2 separate regions of the Gossypium hirsutum genome follow, and region 2 is linked to region 1. The links are chromatin contacts, called in public Hi-C maps. All regions are on one chromosome and are shown on one strand. The core of a region is the stretch at or near the end of the contact, and the rest is flanking DNA. Distances in the headings are between cores, read along the strand shown.

Region 1 (4,800 bases), core at 1,011-3,510:
GAGTTCGATAAACTTGATCAGATAGAGCACGGAACTGGCAACATCATGAAGCTAATGAGACATCAGGTATATAATTTACATGAAGCACTGCAGTAACAATTAGTGAGCTTCCATGATCACTGGGAAGAATGTCATAGGGGATGAGATTTTATGTCAGTAACAACATTCGAAAGTTTTACCAACAATCGAGTAAAGACCTTGGAAATAAATGTTAGAAGGGAACCAATATCAAAAGACACCCATGCTTTTATATGGATACATGAAACCTATGTATGTATAATGACAGTTTAGACACAGAACAACTTCAACCATATTGATGCTATCTAGCTCTATTGATGTTAATATCCATGCTTTCAGCTTTTAAGCTAACCTGACAGTTACCGTCTCCTTCAACTTTAAGCTCCACTAAATTATAGACTTGCAATCTGTTACAGCAAAAGAATTACCAGAACCATATATTCAACAAATAGGTCAACCAAAGGGGAAAAAATGGCAATAGAACTAGAAAATAGCTAGAAAATATAAAGATAAAGAATTCAAAGAAAGGTCCAATTCCAAGTTCCAGGAAACAAAACAAAAAAAAAACGCAAACCTCTCTAGTAGTCTTTGATGATCTAAAGTTGCTTCATCAACAGAGGGTATTTCACCATTGATTCTTGGAATATGCTACACACAACCAGAGATAAATCTAAATGCATACTACGACACTACTTTTTAGATGTCATAATCAAGAATCTAAACCTTATAGTCACACTTACAGGAACAGGAACCATCTGGTTCAGCCTTTTCCCAACTTCACCATCAAGAGCAAATTCATCGGTTAGCTCCAATGAATATGACCTATCCTCTTCACATAACAACTTCTCTTCAGGGCTAGAACATGAACTAGAAGTTGTTATTTCATCTTGCTCTTCCTCACCACAACCTTGCCCTACAAATCACAAAACAGAAACATATTAATGCAATACATTAAAGACATATCAGCAACTTCAAACCGTCAAACTCGAAAATTCAGAAACTTCCTTATACCAGAACCAAAGTCCCCAACAGACTGATTGATACAATCTCGAGTGTAACCAGACACTTGCAATTGCAATTCTTCTTCCTCCCCTTGGCTTGGAGATCCCACCACTGCAAGTTTTGACAGTTCTTGAAGTTGAAGAGTATGAGCAATAGCCTCATCATTTTCCACATTACAACATTCTCCCGCGTCGTAATGGTAATCCTCCTTGAAACTATTTCCATTGTAATACTCTCCATTTTCTTGAGTTAACACACCACAATATCCACAATTAGCATAGGGATCACTATTGAATAGTTGCAAACCCCACTTAACAAAATCATGTTCTTGCTCAGATGTCACCATCTTCTCTGTAGATAAAATCTCTTAACCCCCAAAATCTGCTTCCTGCAGTGATGAACGTTGACAAAATATATATATGATAATAAAGTTTAGTTATTTAGTAACAAAATGCAATACCCAGATTTTATTATAGCTTAAATATTTCTACTTTATGTAAAGGTTTGAGCTTTAACTAATAGATTTGCAGCCAAAAATGGTCAAATAGACCCCCCCCCAAACAATAAATATCAAACTAAACAATGAATTAACAACAAATTGCTCAGATTAGAAAACCCAAATTGTCCCTTAAACAATGGCATTATAGAAAATTAGAAAGAATTAAGAATACAAGAAAAGTAGCAAACACATTCACTAAAAAAGAAATGAGAACTTCTCAACATACCAGATTAGCTGAATGATATTAGAAGGAAACTAATTAAGATAATTTATCCATGAAAATAATATCAGAAAAACCCATTGAGATAAATAAAATAAAATGCGGGGTCGATACGCGGCAGAGACGAGATGAGTGGGGAATGAGGTGAGGAATACTTTAAAATGGAAGGGAAAAAATGCAAAAAAAAAAAAAAGTAATAATAATTACAGGAGGTGATGATAAAGGAGGGTCAGTTCACGAGGTATTGTACTAATGGTACTATTACTTTGCTTCCGTCAGGTAATAGTGGAGGAGACTAACAGTCAACGTGAATTGACGGCTATGGCATCTTCATTCTTCTTCACTTGTAGGCTGTAGCAGTATTTTGTAGGGTATTGCTCTTCTTTCTGACTGGAATTGTATTTCCCAGTTGCTAATCTCCACAAAGCCCAATCCAATTGAAATTAGGCGCTATATCTCTATGGTTAGGTAGATAAAAACGCCCCCCCCCCCCCCACCAAAAGAAAATTGCTGTTACCAGATTGTATGGGTACATTAAATCCCGCGTGAAAACCAAAATAAGGCACATTAATCTTTCATAATAATAAAAACATTGAATATATAAACCAATAAGCCGCATATCATCTCTTTCTGAAAAAATTTTACTTAAAACGTGTTTTATTTTTTTTATTTTAAAAAACAAAGTAAAACATAATATAATGCATTTTTTAAAAACTCATTAATTGTAAAATCATATTTGTAAATAATAATTTTTTAAATGTTAACAACTATAATCAAAAATATCAAAATACAAATACATGTCCGAATAACTACTATTAACTGAACTAAAATTCAGGTTTGGCGATAATGTACAGTGAAATTGAAAATTGTGCATGATAAATTTTGAACCTGCCCAAAACCTCTTTTAACTATGCCCGGGCCTCGTTGTGAATAATAATTAAAATGAAGTGAAAAACATGGGATTTCAAGAAAGCACATTCAGAAGTGGATTGCAGCAATGAGATTTTTACTTAAAATGCATAAAGAATAGAATAAGGTACAATGCTTGAAGACGAAACGTCAAATATTTGAAGCTAATAATATTGTTATAAACTCGAAAATATTCCTATACTATTATTCTGATTTGCAACGATATATTTCTTCAATCCTTTCTCCGTGTTGATGGCAGCGTAGAGCCACATCAGGCACCTCCTCGATATCCTTTGCAGGCTGGTGAAGCAGTAACAACAGTATAGTAGATTAAGTAAAACAAACCATCACTTCATGTATTACCGTCAAGTTTTGACCCAAAACTCAAAACCTGGTCCAACCATCCAACCCGTCTAGTCTTAATATAAAATGACCAAAACCCACAAAGCCACCCAAACCCAAAATGACTCAAAATCAAAATGAACAAAACTCGACATGGTCCAAACCCATAATGACCGACCCGAAAAACCTGAGCCTCAAACCAAAAACAACCCCGAACCTGGAATAACCCAAAATGACCCTAACCTGAAACTAATCCAAATTCAAATGACCAAAAAATTTTAAAACTTGAATTGACCTTATCCAAATTGAGCCGACTGATTTAATTTTACGGGATCATACCAAAAAGAAAAAAAAACACCATGTACCTGCAACAGTTCTAACAGACGCCATATCAAAAAGTCGATTATCATAACCAAGCAAAACAGCTTGCCTGCCCAAGCTCCACATGAAAGATACCTAACAAAACATCACCTCATTAGCATCCTTGGTAATAACTCAAAAATAATGTGATGATTTTACCAAATATTTCAAAGTTAAAAGCTACCACTTTGTCTATTACTCAGATTCTCCATTGTCCCTGAAGTACCCATGTCCGACACAAAACAAAAACAAGAGGGTATCAACTTAAAAATATAAAGAAAAGCTTTAAAAGTTTGGTATACCCATAACAAACACATAATTATGTTCAATACTCGTCTCCAAGTCCTGTTCACAACTAGATAATGCGAGCTTGAGTGTATATACAGTTGATGATTGCAAGGTTGTATGTAAGTTTTTATTTAATTACTTAATAAGCCAACTTTTAATCTTCCTGCCTTCCATACTAAAAGCACATAAGAAAATATCCATGCCATACACTCAACATTATACCAAAAACCTTTCAGTGAAATCAGAGGTGCTTGAAAAGCATGAAACCATCTCATTGGCTAAATCAAATTTGTGAGCATCATCTTCAGGGAAAACATTCGATGGCATACCTGGAAAGTCGTTCTAGGAGACTCTGATCAGAACATTTCAAGGCACGATTATATACAATCTCAGTCCTTTCAGCAACATCGTTCCAATTATAAAGTCTCTTCATCTTGCCACAGAAAGAGAAATATGCATTTGTCCACCTCACGCAGTTCAAAATTACTATATGAAGTCAATGAAAATTACTTACTCGATCATGCATAACCTGTGGATCAATATTAGGAAGGATAGATATTGCCTTCCTAATTGCATGTACCATGTCACTAGGATCCGGTTCAGCAAGTACTATCATGTCATCGGGTAAAACCTAAAACAAATAAATGGAAAATTAGAGGATATCTTAAATAAATTCCAATCCTTTTAGGTGCAAAAGCATAAACCAGTTTGGTATGTCTAGGTTAATGACAGTTTGAAATACATGCCTCTGGGACACCTCCTACACGTGTGCTGACAGTTAATAGTCCACAACTTGCAGCCTCCAATATGGCTATACAAAAAGCTTCAGTTAAAGAACTGTCAAAAGGAAAAGCAATTAAGTTGATCAGCCTTTACACTTGATTATCGAATGATCAAGGAATGTTAATTTGTCTTCTTTGTGTTTCTTCTTCTTCTTCTTTTCCCTTTTTTTTTCTTTTTGGCTTCTGGTTACGTAAAAAGGTAATAAACTAAAAACGGGTGGTCTGTAGGAACCAAAAATTTACCTGTTTAAAAATATGTGGCCAGAAATCAACACAGACCTTACAGAAGCATGTGGTACAGCCCCCAACATCTCAACTCGATCTTGGAGAGAATGCTTTTCTCTCATCTCTTCCAACCGCACTCGTTTAGGTCCATCTCC
Region 2 (4,800 bases), core at 755-3,254, 150 kb after region 1:
TTTTAACCTTATTTTGATATATGATAGTGCTATTTTTATGCGTTCCAATAATAGTACTATTTTACACTAAAGAAAAAAAGGTAAAAGCAAATTTCTAAAATGATTGATATGAAAAACAACAAAATAGAAGAGTGGCAAATGTTGTAGACACAATTTCTTTCAAAGGGCTTACAAAAATTTGTCTATAACCCAATAATTCCAATGTATGATTGTTCCTTTAAAGGAAAGTTATAGTAGTTTATGATTTTTTTTTGGGTGAATTATAAGAGGAGGGTAAAGTCTTAACAGTAATCGATCAGTGTCACTCGAACTTGGACTACACTTGAGACAGTGAATACCTTAATCATCAGACCAACACACTGGGTTTTAGTATATAATTTTATTAATAGTTGCGTTTGTTATTCGAGTTTTGTTTTATTATTATAATTCAAAAAAAAAAACAATACAATTGCATAAATTTTTACTTTATTTGGGGATGAATATAATAATGCTGAGAAGGAGTTAGGGAATTAAACACATACTTTTGGAATTAGTTGAGTGGTCCAATTGGTGGTGTTATTAATTAACGGTTTGATCGGTTTGAATGTCAATTCAACTAGTTAATTTTTAAATCTCGATTCAGAATGATTTACAATTTAGGCAATTCAATTTTTATATTTAAACTAATATATAGACTAATTATCGATTCAATTGGTCAAGTCAATCTAGTTCTAACAATTATGCTCATAAACTTTTTTTTTTTAATCAAGCATATGATATTTCCAATTTTGGACAATGTTAGCAAGATGTAATTTTTCCATTTTTAAGAAACTTAAAATTACAAGTTCAAAAAATTTTTAAAAAATGATAATAATGGAAAGATGGATTATTTAATTTATGGAGAGGTTGTGGTTGGGTTTTAAGATATTTTTAAGTATGGATTTGAGTTTGGTCTAACTCAACTCATCAAAATGAAATATTTTATTGTTTGAAAATAATAAAAAATAAAATTTTAATATTATATTAATAATTATATATTTTTTAATTAGTTTTGAATATAATTTTTGGGAATTAAAATGAAAGAGAAGAGAGGAGCGCTTTTTCATATCCTGCGTTGGCAAAATAAACATCATTATGTTCTTCCACAACAAAAAGAAATTAAAGGCCGCCCCTTTAAAAAAAGAAAAGAAGAGAAATATCAAAGACTATTTGTGGTCTAATTCCATAGAAAATCACTAAATTATGACCTAGGTTCTAAATTAGTCCCTAAATTTCAAAATATTTTAATCCAATCATCCAAGTATTATCAGTCTATGCTCAAATTTGAATTGAAACATTTGAAAACTTAGTCAAATTTCAAATACGTGTATACTTACGGTATAGATAGCTCGGATTTGATGTGTTAAAAAATTAATTAAAATATGCTCCAAGTTCTTGTATTCTTTGTACATTTGAAATTTAGTCCTTCTACTTTTTGGATTTCGGAATATAAGTCTAATTGTTAACTTTGGCTAAATCATTCTAATAAATTGATTAGTGTGGCATTTTAAAATAAAATAAAACTCACTAGATAATCATGGGGCAAAAAAAAAAAACGTTGCAATGAACTTATATTTAACAAAGAGAATTGTAACGGTGTTGATAATTGGACTTATATTTTTAAATCCGAAAAATTAAGGATTAATTTTCTTGAAATAAAAGTAGGATCAAATTTCAAATTTACGAAGAATGCAAGAATTTGGAGCAGATGTTAATCTAAAAAATCGAACATTGTGACTAAAATTTAAGAAAATTACTACTTTTCTTTAACACATCGACTTTAAGTAATCCATGCAATATTTATAATTCCAACTGAAATTTAATGTATAAATTGATTTTTTTTAGATTAACAAAGGAATTTGAATGATACTGCTAAATTAGAACGACCTGAAGTTAGGGATGAATTTAAAAACTAAATCATAGTTGAAGTATGCGGGATGGAATTAACCATATATAAATGTTTATATATGAAGAATTTAGTGAAGTACTCTCTCAGTAGACATAGAGATGCCAGCAGTAGTATCAAAAAAGAGACCCGACAAAAGCGGGTCAAGTAATCCAGGAAACATTTACCGAGTTTTTAGATTCTTTATTTGTTTCATTTAACTCAGTGACTCACTCGTCACCCTACACTCTTTTCTTTTTCCACATCCAACTCTTTCTTTCTCTCTCTACCATTGAAGTTCTTTCTAACTCAGATCCAGGTTTGTCTCTTGCACTTCTTTTTTACTTCTTAATTCTTCTTCTTATTTTTTTTAGTTTATTGTTTTGTCTGCTATGGGTACTTGAGATACTATTAGAACACCAAAACATTCAAGGTTTGGGGTTGTTTGTTGGTTGGTTGTATGTAACTCAGCATCTTGACCTGAATAAATTATTGGGCTCGTCTCAACAATCTGTTGTTTGTAAAAAGAAATAGTGGTTTATGTTTTAGTTACTAAGTTGCTTATTTTCTTTTGTTGAAGCTTTCAATTTTAGAGGATTTTCCTGCATTATTTTGTTTTAGTTATGAAATTTAGTACTGGGTAGTTTGAGTTGTATCAAATAGATGGATAATATGTGGTCAAGGGGAAGGTCCAATGCATTAGTATTTTGCTTTCATATGCTGGCAAACATGTTATGTTGTTGTGTGGATTGGTGGATTATTTTAATATTAAGCTATTAGTTTCATTTTTAATTTTGTGCTCCATTGTTGGTGTTCATTCTCTCCATGGAAGTTGAGAGCTTTTTGTTTAATTAATTCCTTCCATTGAATGCAGGCTATGCTTTTCTAACACCTAATGGTAGACTTTAAGCTTTTGATCTCCTACAGTACCTTGGTACGAATTCTGTAATTGTTGCTTAATATTTTGTTTTCGTTTAACAGGTGGCATAATGTTTTAATTAGGGTTGTGAAAGTGTGGATGGTACAACAACTCAGTGTGCAGTTATCAGCCAGTCTCGTCCCTTGATTATTAAAGTGGGGGCACTAGGAAGTTTCCCATAGCATTTGCCAGGGCTATTTCTACAATTGGATTTTAGAAGGTTTAGAAATCAGGAGTGAGCAATGGAAGAAATACAGTCTCAATCGGACAATTATAGGTCTTCTTCCTCCTCAGCCAGTAGTCCTGCAAGTAGGGTGCCCTCTAGTAACTTTTTCTATCTACGGAAACCTGGTTCTCTTCGACAACCCATCTCATTTGAGGATTCGCCTGAGTGGGAAGATACAGATGCCGATGTCAGGGTGGAGGAAGGAGGTGACTCTATCAATGCTGCAACTACACCAGTCTCACCATCTCTCTCAAAACTCAATAGTGGGTCCTTGCCGTCACCGCCGATGCCAGAAGCTGCAGCTGTTACAAGAAAAACTGCCGGTGCATCAGTTGTGTGGAAAGACTTGGCTGTTACCATAAAGGGAAAGCGGAAGTATTCTGATAAAGTTGTGAAGAGTTCCAATGGTTATGCATTACCTGGCACAATGACAGTAATCATGGGTCCTGCAAAATCCGGGAAGTCCACGCTACTGAGGGCTATAGCAGGTCTGTTAGTGTGACACTTGTATTGGCTACTTATCAAACAACAAATTTTTTTATGCTTTTATGTTGTTTCATTTCAGATTTTTAAGACTGAAAATTTCTTTTCTTGAATTTAGGAAGATTACACCCTTCAGCTAAAATGTATGGTGAAGTATTCATTAACGGGGCGAAAACACGCTTTCTTTATGGTTCATATGTGAGTTTCAGTTACATTTTCATGGGCGGTGAAATTTCTAGATGTTACTTTTGATACTTCATATGATTCTTGCCTTGACAGAGTGATTTCTCTTGGTGAAAGTGATTACTCTTGATTGTCTCTTTTTTTTTTGGTCCAAATTGATATATAAGCATTTTCTCACTTAAAACCTTTTGGATTTGGTATTTTGCAATTATAATATGTCCAACTGACTTTAGAGAAATTGAAATATACAAGCTTAAATCTCATTTCAGTTTTGAACTGTAGATTATAGGAAAATTTCTGATGAGCAGTCATCTTATGTAGTACATAGATCCTTCTTTTTTTTTTGGTTTTACTTTGTCTCATATTGTGAATCCGTTTAGGTGATACATCTTTAATGCTCAGTCCCACTTAGGTTCGCAATTTAACTAGCATCATGAGTATGGCTTCTGTGAATTCCCTTATTTAAACCGATATTTGATTTTTCTTTCCTTATACCTTTTATCATTTGTGTTGAAAGCAGTCTACTTATTCTCATTGTGAAAGTGGTAGTTTTAAATCCTTTCCTTATCAAAATTATTTCTCTTTTAGTTGAGCAGAAACTGCAAGGAAGCATTGAGTTTCAAGGTTGTTTTATATTTTCACTTTGTAACGTCCAATTTGCAGGGATTTGTTGACAGGGAAACCACTCTAATTGGTTCACTCACAGTCCGGGAGTATCTATACTACTCAGCTTTGCTCCAACTTCCTGGTTTTTTCTGTCAGAAAAAGAGTGTGGTAGAGGAAGCCATCCAAGCCATGTCCTTGGGTGACTATGCAAACAAACTAATTGGTGGCCATTGTTATATGAAAGGTCTTGCTAGGGGTGAAAGAAGGCGTGTTAGTATTGCTCGGGAACTTGTGATGAGGCCTCGTATCTTATTCATAGATGAGCCTCTTTATCATCTTGACAGGTAGACTTTTTTTTAATTCATTTTCCATAATTTAATTCTTTAAATTGTTTTATTGTCTCTTGTTCCTTATCTCCTGCATGCTTTACAATGCTGACCGTATGATTGGTGTGCTATCTACTTTCCGTAGAATCAAGAT

Evidence for each region. Hi-C and Micro-C count contacts between places; a contact is called where the count stands out from the background.
Region 2: a contact with region 1 is called in a Hi-C map of leaf, with 1.9 times the contacts expected there. The contact joins the promoter of LOC107927142 here to the promoter of LOC107927115 in region 1. A contact is called at or near these places in 2 of 34 Hi-C or Micro-C datasets (both in leaf).

Annotation. Positions count from the first base shown.
Region 1 is chrD03:49,485,671-49,490,470 of Gossypium_hirsutum_v2.1, forward strand. It overlaps LOC107927115 (OVARIAN TUMOR DOMAIN-containing deubiquitinating enzyme 12), which reads right to left and starts at 2,261. Exons shown (of 11, transcript XM_016858106.2): 1 at 1,947-2,261; 2 at 1,030-1,408; 3 at 759-931; 4 at 593-666; 5 at 371-425; 6 at 1-34. The coding sequence starts at 1,366. It overlaps LOC107927113 (phosphatidylinositol N-acetylglucosaminyltransferase subunit A), which reads right to left. Exons shown (of 12, transcript XM_041090381.1): 7 at 4,664-4,800; 8 at 4,385-4,475; 9 at 4,153-4,269; 10 at 3,968-4,071; 11 at 3,356-3,446; 12 at 2,729-2,948. The coding sequence ends at 2,853.
Region 2 is chrD03:49,640,560-49,645,359 of Gossypium_hirsutum_v2.1, forward strand. It overlaps LOC107927142 (ABC transporter G family member 3), which reads left to right and starts at 2,005. Exons shown (of 12, transcript XM_041090394.1): 1 at 2,005-2,222; 2 at 2,885-3,536; 3 at 3,650-3,729; 4 at 4,378-4,664. The coding sequence starts at 3,065.